2 separate regions of the Sus scrofa genome follow, and region 1 is linked to region 2. A link is a contact called in public HiChIP or PLAC-seq data. All regions are on one chromosome and are shown on one strand. The core of a region is the stretch at or near the end of the contact, and the rest is flanking DNA. Distances in the headings are between cores, read along the strand shown. Region 1 has its middle 14 kb from the start of YWHAH. Region 2 overlaps PISD (phosphatidylserine decarboxylase).

Region 1 (4,846 bases), core at 1,085-3,584, 220 kb after region 2:
TTGGGCCTCTGTCCAGTCTCAGCACATTGGAGCCCTGGACCTCCTGTCTGCATCTCATCCCTGGGTGACCCAGTCCTGTAATTCTGATTACCATCTACAAAGCTGTGAGTCTGCTCCTGAGACCTCTGAACTCCGACCTGTCTGTCCAGCCACCTTCTTGGCTGCTCCCTAGAGACCTGGATGTGGCAAAACACAGCTCTTGATTTGGCTGCACCCTCCTGGCTCCCACCCAAACCTGATCCCCTCCCATGGTCTTCCCCAGTTTAGTCACTGTACCATCATCTCCCCAGTTTTTCAGGCGGAAAGCCTGGGAGTCGTCCTGTATTTCCTTCTCTCAACCCCACATCTAATCCATTAACAATATGTTGTAATCCGACCCTTTACCCCATGTCCATCTTTATCTGATGTAGCAGTGACTGAACTGGTTCTCCTGCATCCTCCTTCGCCTTGAAGAATTTCTTCTTATAGCAACCAATATGCTGCCTTTCAAACACAGAACAGGTTGCATCATTCCCCTGTTTGAGAACACTCTGGTGACTACCTATCAATTTGGGATGAAATCCCAGCTCCTTGCCATGACCCACAAGGTCCTGTGGGGAATGGGCTTCTGGAAGCCTCTGTTTTCACCTCCTCTTCCTCACTCAGAACAATGCAGTGTGTCCTCTTTCTGTTCTGTGGTTGCCTTTTGGCTGCCCCAGCCGCATGGCCTTTGCACGACTCTCCTCTCCTTGGAATCCTCCCAGGATCATGGCTCTGTTGCTTCTGCATTGCTGGTGACAGTTGTCACCCTCCCTGACTACCCTGTCTAGAGAAGCCCACCCCTCTGCCCACCACTGCCAGTCACACACCCCTGTCATCTCCCCCTCAGAGCCCATATCATCACCCGAAACCATCTGCCCACTTGAGCATTGTCTTTCCTCCTCACTGGAACGTAAGTTTGAGGACTGCTTTTTGCCTCTGCTACACCCTCAATATTTACAACAGTGTGCTTGGCATGCAGTGGGGGGGTCAATGGGTGCTTGTTCGCAGAGCCAACTAAAAGGGCCTGTTATAAATCAGGATCATCCTGGTTGCTGCCCTGGACTCTCCTGTAGGACAGCACTCCTCTGTCTTATGATTTCTTTGACAGTAATTTTTTTTTTTTCTGGTCTTTTTAGGGCCTCACCTGCGGCATATGGAGCTTCCCAGCCTAGGGGTCTAATCAGAGCCCTAGCCGCCAGCCTACGCCAGAGCCACAGCAATGCAGGATCTGAGCCATATCTGCGACCTACACCACAGCAACGCCGGATCCTTAACCCACTGAGCAAGGCCAGGGATCAAACCCATAACTTCATGGTTCCTAGTCGGGTTCATTAATTGCTGAGCCATGAGGGGAACTCCAAAAGTAATTTCTATAAGTGCCCAGAGGCTGCTCACTTACCTGTCGCTCTACCACCTACAAGCTGTGTGACCTTGAACAAGTTACTGAGTCTCTCTGTGCCTCGGTTTTGTCAGCTGTAAAGTGGGGATAATAACAGTGCCCCCCCATAGGTTAAATTAATGCAGGAAGAGGCTTAAAGCAGTGCATCTTCTATGGCTATTGTCACCACTGTAATCACCAGTTGGCTCCCAGAGAAGACAACTGTTGTTTCCTCTCTGCCTTCAAGTAATGACATATGTGCCACTCTGCCTGCTCAGTACCCTTGTGGCTTCCTATTTTACTTGGGAAAAGACCAAACCCCTAGAAGTAGCCTGGGAGCCCTACCCATGACTCCAACCTCTCCTTGCACATCTTTCCCCCTTGCCCAACCCCCTGGAGTCACACCAGCCTCAAGTCAGCTCTTTGTGAGGTTAACAGTCGTCCCATGCCAGGCCCTCTGCCTGGAATTACCTGCCCTCTTCCTTCCCCTGCTTGATGCATACTCCTTTGCCAGTGACCTCAGCATGGTCAAGGCCATCAGCCTCTTGCCACGCCTTACCTCAAGCCCACACTGCAGCCCCTATCAGAGCCGTGAGGGTGCTCTCGGTCCTTCCCTGGATCAATAGATCCGTGCCTGTCCCACAAGACCCTAAGCTCCACGAGAACAGAGACCAAGTCACTCTTTGTTCACCTTTGTGCTCACAGTGTTTTCATGTAGTAGGTGTTCAATAAATATTAAGTGAAGGAGTGGGGTGAAGGCCTTCGGGTTGGAGGGTAGCCCTGTGGAGCAAGCACACAACTGCCCCAGGAGAAAATCTGCTGTCTTTGCAGAACCAACTGGCCTTTCTCACTGGGCCATAGAGCCCAAACAGCCCTCCTGCCTTCCAGTAGGTTTCACTTGCTTGCCACATGGCCTTGGCAGCCCCAGCTCGTGTGCTGCCTTCTTTCATGCAGTGCCCACAGACTGACAGGAGTTGGGAGAGCCCTTACATGGTGCAGCCGAGATAGAAACTGGACGTGAAGCCACAACGTGGTGGGGAAGTCTGTCTGGCTTCCTGAGTCCAGCTGCCTCACTGCCAGACATTCAGCTCTTCCTTCCCTCTTGAAACAGGGTGACTCAGGTCCTGATGGCCCAGTGCTCCCTTCTGGTTTTCCTGGCTGATGGTGTTTCCTTTAATTGGTTGGGGCGGTTGTCCTCACAGGCTCCAGCCCTGAGCCAGTCACCCCCCACCCCAGGCTGAGCCAGAAAGAGGCAAAAAGAAAAATTGGGGAGTTCCCATCATGGCTCAGTGGTTAACAAAACCAACTGGGATCCATGAGGATGTGGGTTCAATCCCTGGCCTCACTCAGTGGGTTAAGGAGCTGGCATTGCTGTGAGTAGTGATGTAGGTCTCAGACATGGCTTGGATCTGGCATCTCTGTGGCTGTGGTGTAGGCCAGTGGTTACATCTCTGATTCAACTCCTAGCCTGGGAACCTCCATATACTGCAGGAGTGGCCCTTAAAAAAAAAAAAAAAAAAAAAAAAGAACTGAAAATGTGTTGAGGATGGGGATGTTCCAGGCAGAGAGGCCAGAGAACAGGCCAGGGCAAGATGAAGTGTGGGGGCGGTGTCAGCCCAGTGATGCAGGGCCTCTTGGGCATGTTAAAGATTTTCCATTTTTACCCTTAGAGGTTCTAAGCTGATCAGATGATGTGATCAGATTTTTTTTTTTTTTTTTTTTGTCTTTTTGCCTTTTCTAGGGCCGCTCCTGCGGCATATGGAGGTTCCGAGGCGAGGGGTCGAATTGGAACTGTAGCCACCAGCCTACGCCGGAGCCACAGCAACATGGGATCTGAGCTGTGTCTGCGACCTACACCACAGCTCAGGGCAATGCCGAATCGTTAACCCACTGAGCAAGGGCAGGGATTGAACCCGAAACCTCATGGTTCCTAGTCGGATTCGTTAACCACTGCACCACGACGGGAACTCTAGATTTTTGTATTTTTTGAAGACTGTCTGGCTGTGGTTATAGAAAACGGAAGCAGGTGATGGGATGTGTAGGTGTAAAAGCAGGAGACCTGTGAAAAGCCGGTGTAATTGTCCAGGAAATCTGTGATAGAACCTTGGATTGGGATGGGGTGGGAGAGGGGAGGAGTGGGTGACTCCAGGGCCACTGAGATAAAAGGACATGATTGGGCAATGGGTTTGGTGGGAGAGATGAGGGTGAGGGAGTCGCCTAGGATGACACCTAGGTTTTCTGGATAGAACTGTTGCCAGGCAACAGAGTGAAAGCCAGGAGATGGTGGGGAAGGGATGAGACACACTTTCCCTTGCTGTTGTTATTATGTCCATGTTTGCAAAATAAGGTTGTTGGGAGTGTGGGTGTGCACAGCTCCTTGAATGTCTGCCCAGGGGTGAGGAGGTTGCATGCTGCAGGCTGAAGAGCTTGGCCTGGGAGCTAGACTTCCAGTCTTGGCTCTGCAGCCAGGTAGCTGTGTGACCTTGAGGGGGCAGTTTCATTCCTATGGGCCTCAGCTGTAAAAGTGATAGCCCTGCTGGTTGGGCATTTTAAGGGCACAAAGCACCTGAGTCTTATTGTGTCCACTGCCATTATTCACTGGTGTTGTGTCTGCTTGCCTTTGGAAAGTTATTCCTTGAAGATCCATTTTACCCAAAGTCTGAAGGCTAAAAGAGCATCAAGTCTAGAATGGGAACTCTGAAAGGAATTACTGATCCCACTTGCCCCTCTAATTTTACAGAGGGGCTGCACGAGTGTCTGGTCCTTATCTCGCTCCTCCTGCCCTGCCCTGCACATAGGAGAAGAGGAAAAGCAGTTTGTGCAGCACACAAAGATCCAGGGCAGAAGGGCGCCATTTGGGGGTGAGCCCCACATTCCACTTCTTACTTTGGGGGTGGGGTTTTTTCTGCAGTGTACCATCATTTCTTTGGACAGATGGGGCTAGGCTGTGGGGATGGGCTAAGGTCATAGACACAGGTGATGCTGAGGATCTAGGGGAGGAAGGATGGAGACATCTGAAGCTGGGGTCCTTTCTGACTCCTTGAAGATGTCCCTTGTCATGCACCCCTGCTGTGACTCCTGGATGTCCTCCAGGAGCTGCAAGATGCTCTTTGCAAAAAAAAAAAAAAAAAAAAAAAAAAAAAAAAGGGAATGCAGAAAACCCAGCCTACCCCTGCAAACAAGACATGGAGACAAAAACCTGGTTGGAACTTCGGGGCTGAGGTTTCCATGGTGGCTCCACTCTGCCGCCCTTCCCATTGGCTGGGCGTCCTGCTCTGGCTTTAGCAACAGAGGCTCAGATATGTGTCTCCCTCCTGATTGGTCAGGCTGTGCTGCAGCACCATGGCAACAGGGGCAGAGGGACCAATCTCTGCAGAACAACTTGAGTCACCATGTACCTGGGGTGGGGCTGAGATCCAGTAGGCTTCTCACAGGGGATGCAAATTG
Region 2 (4,874 bases), core at 903-3,402:
CAGACAGCCCACCAGGGCAGAGCAGGCCCTCGCCCCCTTTCACAGTGGAGGAGACAGCAGTGGGTAGGGAGCAACTCAAGGAGCTACTATTCTGGAGAGACTCCAGCAACTGCCATGAGGGTCCAGGCAGGAAGTCCTCACACCCGAGTCCTGTCTTGGTCACCACTCTATCTCTTCTTCTAAAACGGAACACTGAGACCACGATGTTAAGCTTCTTCCAAATTACCATTGGATTTGGGTCCCAAAAGTTTCCCAGGAAGCAGATAATTCAGTCGTCCCTCAGAAAATGGGCCAGTACTTGCAGGACAGTGGGAAGGGGGTCCCAAGAGGTCACCCTTCCTCAATACGCAAGGGCAGAGCCATTTCCTCAGCCAACAGAGCTCCCAGCATCCCCATCTCAGAGCCCCACTTGCCCTCTGTACCTGCGATGGCCTCTGGAGGCCAACCCAGAGCTTTCTCCCTCTCTGGTTCCCTGGATGCAACTTGTGGGGCTCAGGCTTGTATGAGGAGCCTGCAAGGAGGGTGCCCTAAGGTACAGACACATTCCCTCTCCCCCGAGAGTCTCAAGGATACTCTGTGGAGGCAAGTTTGGAGCTGTGACCAGTAGGACTTTAAAGTCATTACCTGGCCTAAGGGCCAGCCATGCGGAACATGAGAACTCAGAGTGGCTTTGGTGGGAGACAAGAACAATCTGGTTACTCGATCCTGGCCGTCCTCCCCCAACCCTCGGCCTGAGAGCTGGAAAAGGTCTTGCAAGTCACAGGTGCTCTCTGGGTCTCAGTTTCCTCGTCTTCTGGAAATGCGAAGGGTCCTTCCTCTTGCTCACCCACAACTCTGCTCAGAAACTTCACGCCTCTCTCTCACCCAAGAGCTTAGTGCAGATATGGTTCCCGACACCTTCTGTCCCCCTCAAAACCCATGCTCTGGGAGGGCAGAAGTTTGCTACCACTGGGAAGATGGAAGGAACAGGGCAGGGGCAGCAGTTCTGAGAGGAGCCGAAACCAAAGGAGCAGCAACAGAACAGGAAGCGATGGCACAATAGGACCGTGTTAGGGGGACAGGCTGCTCTGGGGATTCACATGTGAGCAGTACTGCAACATCCCCGCCCACCCCTCACTGTCCAGGACGAAGGCCTTGCAGCCCTGCACATGTGCAGCCTGCAAAAACACAAGAATGTGCTCCCACTCCCTGAGTAGAAAGCTCAATGGGTGCCAGCTACCTGGCCTGAAGCCTCGACTGAAACCCCCAGTGTCCCCAAATCCAGAGGCCCAGGCCTTACTTGCTGGGCACACTCCCACTCTGTAGGGCAGGGCTGCCAGGCATCTGTGTCCTGGTGGGACCACGAATCATTCCTCCCCCAAGTTTCAGGGCTAGAAGCAGACAAAATGTCAGAAATAGAGAACCAGGAAAATGGATTCTCCCTGGCAAAACGGGTGAGCCATCTTGGGGAAACCTTGGGTGAGAGAAGAAGAAGCAAAGACCAGGGTCCAGAGGTGCCTCTTTCAAGGGTGGTAGAGGTGGGGACAGAACTTGGCAGGGGTCCTTCTTAAATTCCCCCAAGGAAAGGAACCTTCTCTGCGGCAATCCTTGGCACTGGTGGGAATGGGGTTCTGTCACACCCTCCCCCCCCTGGGAGGTACCAGGTGACAATCACAGCACGTATGGGTCCCACTGAGGTACTATGCTGCTCTCCCTCCTCCGGCGCCCACCCCAGGCCCCTCGGACAGGAAATGGGCCTGGAGCTCTGGGCGCAGGACACAGAGCTGCCGGCAAGGCCAGCATTTCCCTTTTCTGAGCGTGGGGCGAGGAGATGCTACAGGATGCGGAGGAAGTGAGCTCATCGGGCCGGCCCCATGACCCACCGTGTGGGGCCCGGGAAGCCACAGCTCGACCGGGGCAGTGGGGCGGGCTCCTCCGTCCCTAAGAAGTAACAGGAGACCCGTACCCCGGGACCCGGACGGCCTCCAGGATCCTTTAGCAGGTCTACCAGCTGCGCGGGGCAAGGAGGCTCACTCACCGGCAGGTAGTCCGCGGCTCGGCTCAGCTTCCGCGCCGCCTGCTGCCTACTCGGTTTCCGACTCGACTCGCAGGGAGGTGCCGCTCCGCGGAAGCCGGGCTGCGGGCGGCGAGCGAGGGCTCGGGCTCCAGCCACTCAGGCCGCTAGGGGGCGGGGGCAGGAGGCCTGCCACCAAGCTCGTCAGCCGCGCCCCGCCCCTCAGCACGGGGTCCCTTTAAGGGGAGGGGCGAGGCGAGGGGAACGGCGGGAACATGCAACCGGCTGCCGGGGTCACAGGGTTTCCCGGGGCCATCTCCACGGGCTGGGGACTGGGCAGCCGACCCTACTCCCACGCGCCCCTCCAGCCCACGCGAGGGCCTCCACGTGCTGCTGACTACACCGAGGGCCAGCTGCTCGAGACAGCAAAAAGCCACCTCCAGCCACCTTTTCTACCCCCCCACCAGCTGCACAGCAGGTGTCTAAGCCCTCGCTCCTCTCCACACTCCACACAGAACATGAGGCTGCTTCCTATTCCGCCTCCTCTGCTCCAGGAAGTCACACCAGACACAAAAAATCCCCCAGTGCAGAACAGCAAAGAAGACCCAGTGGGCAAGGTCCAGACCCGCCCTGCACGCAGGCTTCCTCTCTGGGATCAAAACCTGTGGGGTGATTCTCGACTTATCTTTCTACCCCGTTAGGTGATAGGGCTCCAGCCTGTGGGGTAAGAACCCTACCCTCATACCCACCAGAAGCACTCAGTCAACACGAATGGAATGAACCAACTTAACACTTTTTAGGGGAGGAGTAGGATCTGGCCAGGAAAACCACCACTACTCTACCCCCAAAAGGATGTGGAATCCAGGGCCCTGATTTGTTGAACAAAGGTACAACCTCAGCTTCTTCTGACCACTGGGAATTTAGTTTCTAGAGCAACATTAGAACAGGGAAGAGAGCCTACAGGGCTTGTGACGAGATGGGCAGCTGAGCCAAGGAAGCCTAAGAGAGGACAAAGTGGCATGCAGACACAGCCCCACATACCCGACGCCTCATCAAGATCCAGCCCAACCAATTGTTCAACCTGGGACACCACAGGGGGGAAAGGGGGAGAAGATGGGTAGGGTCCTACCTCATGGACTTCCATGACATTCAACACCTACAATGCGCCAGTAGGAACACGGAGGCAGCAGGGTGCACAGGGCTGACAAATACCTTACCTACACTTCAGTCTCCTTGCCCTGGCCTGCAGCATTCTCAGCTCCCAGTGAGACTTCAGACCCCTCTCACCTCAGAGCTCCAACCAAATACCTCATGAGAGGGGATAAAGGGATTGAAAGCACAGGAAGATGCTGACACAGAATCCTAGCAACAACCAGAAATCTGGGAAGACCATTCTGACTTCCCCTAAGGCTGCAGTGCATCCAGAACAGACCCAGCCCATGTTATACCTCAGGGGAAAAACGAGTCTATGGATCTAAAGCTCGGATTCTCATTTGCTGAGCAGCCTCTGGAGTGCTGATGCTCTCTACTGTAAAATGACCAACGGGCCATTCCATGCCTATCAGAACTCCTCAGTAACCTCTTAAAGCCTCTCCGGCTGATTGGTGTTTAGCAAACTCATAAATCAGCCCATGGGCATGCCCTGAGACTAGCTCTCACCACCTTCTAACCTGTTCTCCACCATATATTTCTCAGTAGGGAAATGCTTTTTGGATTCCAGACCATACTTCACAGGATTTCTGGGGAAAACAAAAAACCATTTGGCAGGTTTATTTCAAACCTCAAATAAAGACTCTCTGGGCAGCCAGCCACACTCCGTCCTCCCATTTGATTTGGACTCCCCTAAGCGGGAGTGCCCCCTAGCGCTACTGCAAGGCTCTGCAGGCCCCAGGTCACCTGGCCCCCAGCACCTGTGGACAGGCCTCTCCCCTCAGGGCAACCCACTGCCGCTCCCTGCAGTGTGAACTCCATGTCCCACTGTGCCAGGGGTTGGAAGGTAGCAGCGGGACAGGGTGGCAGGTGCTCCCTACTAGTTTGCATTCCCTGGGGGGCGGCAGCTGAGGCCCCTTGAGGAAGACAGGTGATGGCTAGAACGAAGAGCCAGGTTATCAGCCTCACAGAAGCCTGAGTAAGGAGCCCAGAAGAGCAAGAAGCACCCTCAGGTGATTTTTTAATCCAAAGGCTTCTTATAGCCCTGCCAAATTCTCCCTTTGCATTTGTCAATGTTTCTGAGCTGCCCGGGACTTTTCCCAGGCAGCGAGGAGGGTGCAGCAAGACAGGAAGACAAAGTGCTCGAGGTGGAATAAGCCTCTGGCCCTGAGCCCTCCGCTGTGCTCCCAAGTGGTCCAGACACAGAGCAGCCCCTGGGCTGGCAGAGCCCGGGGAGAGGAAAGGCTGGAGTAGCTGCCACCATTCCTGGCAGGTACCTTGAAGGAAGGCCCTGAGATGTCCTCCTACCCCAGAATAAGCCTAGGATTCTCTGAGGGCAGAGCTGGGCAGGTGGGAGGGTCTACTGCCCGCCAACTGACTGACTGCTGATTTTAAGAACTGTAATTGTTTTCTCAACACCTGTTGGGTAAGAAGTAAAATAGAACTTATTGACTCTCTACCCCCTGCCACATGGGACTAAGTATTTACACATACATCATTCTCATTTCACAACTTCATGAGGGATTTGGCAGCAGCATGTTTACAGAGGGGAACAATAAAGCTATAATAATTACAGGAAGTTTAAAAACATGTAAATGTGTTCAACACTGTCCAGGGTCGTGGACCATGGAGCAGAGAAGGATGCTGAGTACAGGCCCATGGATGGGCGACATGGGCAATAACACAGTGATGGAACAGGCTGATATGGTTTTACTCCTTTCCATGGCTGGAA

Evidence for each region. HiChIP or PLAC-seq counts read pairs in DNA pulled down with a chosen protein or histone mark.
Region 1: an H3K27ac HiChIP or PLAC-seq map of alveolar macrophages shows a contact between it and region 2. The contact joins two enhancer-like sites.

Annotation. Positions count from the first base shown.
Region 1 is chr14:48,527,722-48,532,567 of Sscrofa11.1, forward strand. No RefSeq gene overlaps it. Among named protein-coding and RNA genes, the nearest start is that of YWHAH, 14 kb to the right of the region's middle. Within about 2 kb of position 2,335, at least 9 of the 83 cell types and tissues checked have an H3K27ac peak or open chromatin away from gene starts, as enhancers often do. A contact at or near this core is called in alveolar macrophages, where this site is marked.
Region 2 is chr14:48,311,024-48,315,897 of Sscrofa11.1, forward strand. All of the region lies in intron 3 of PISD (phosphatidylserine decarboxylase), which reads right to left. Among named protein-coding and RNA genes, the nearest start is that of PISD, 28 kb to the right of the region's middle. Within about 2 kb of position 2,153, at least 41 of the 83 cell types and tissues checked have an H3K27ac peak or open chromatin away from gene starts, as enhancers often do. A contact at or near this core is called in alveolar macrophages, where this site is marked.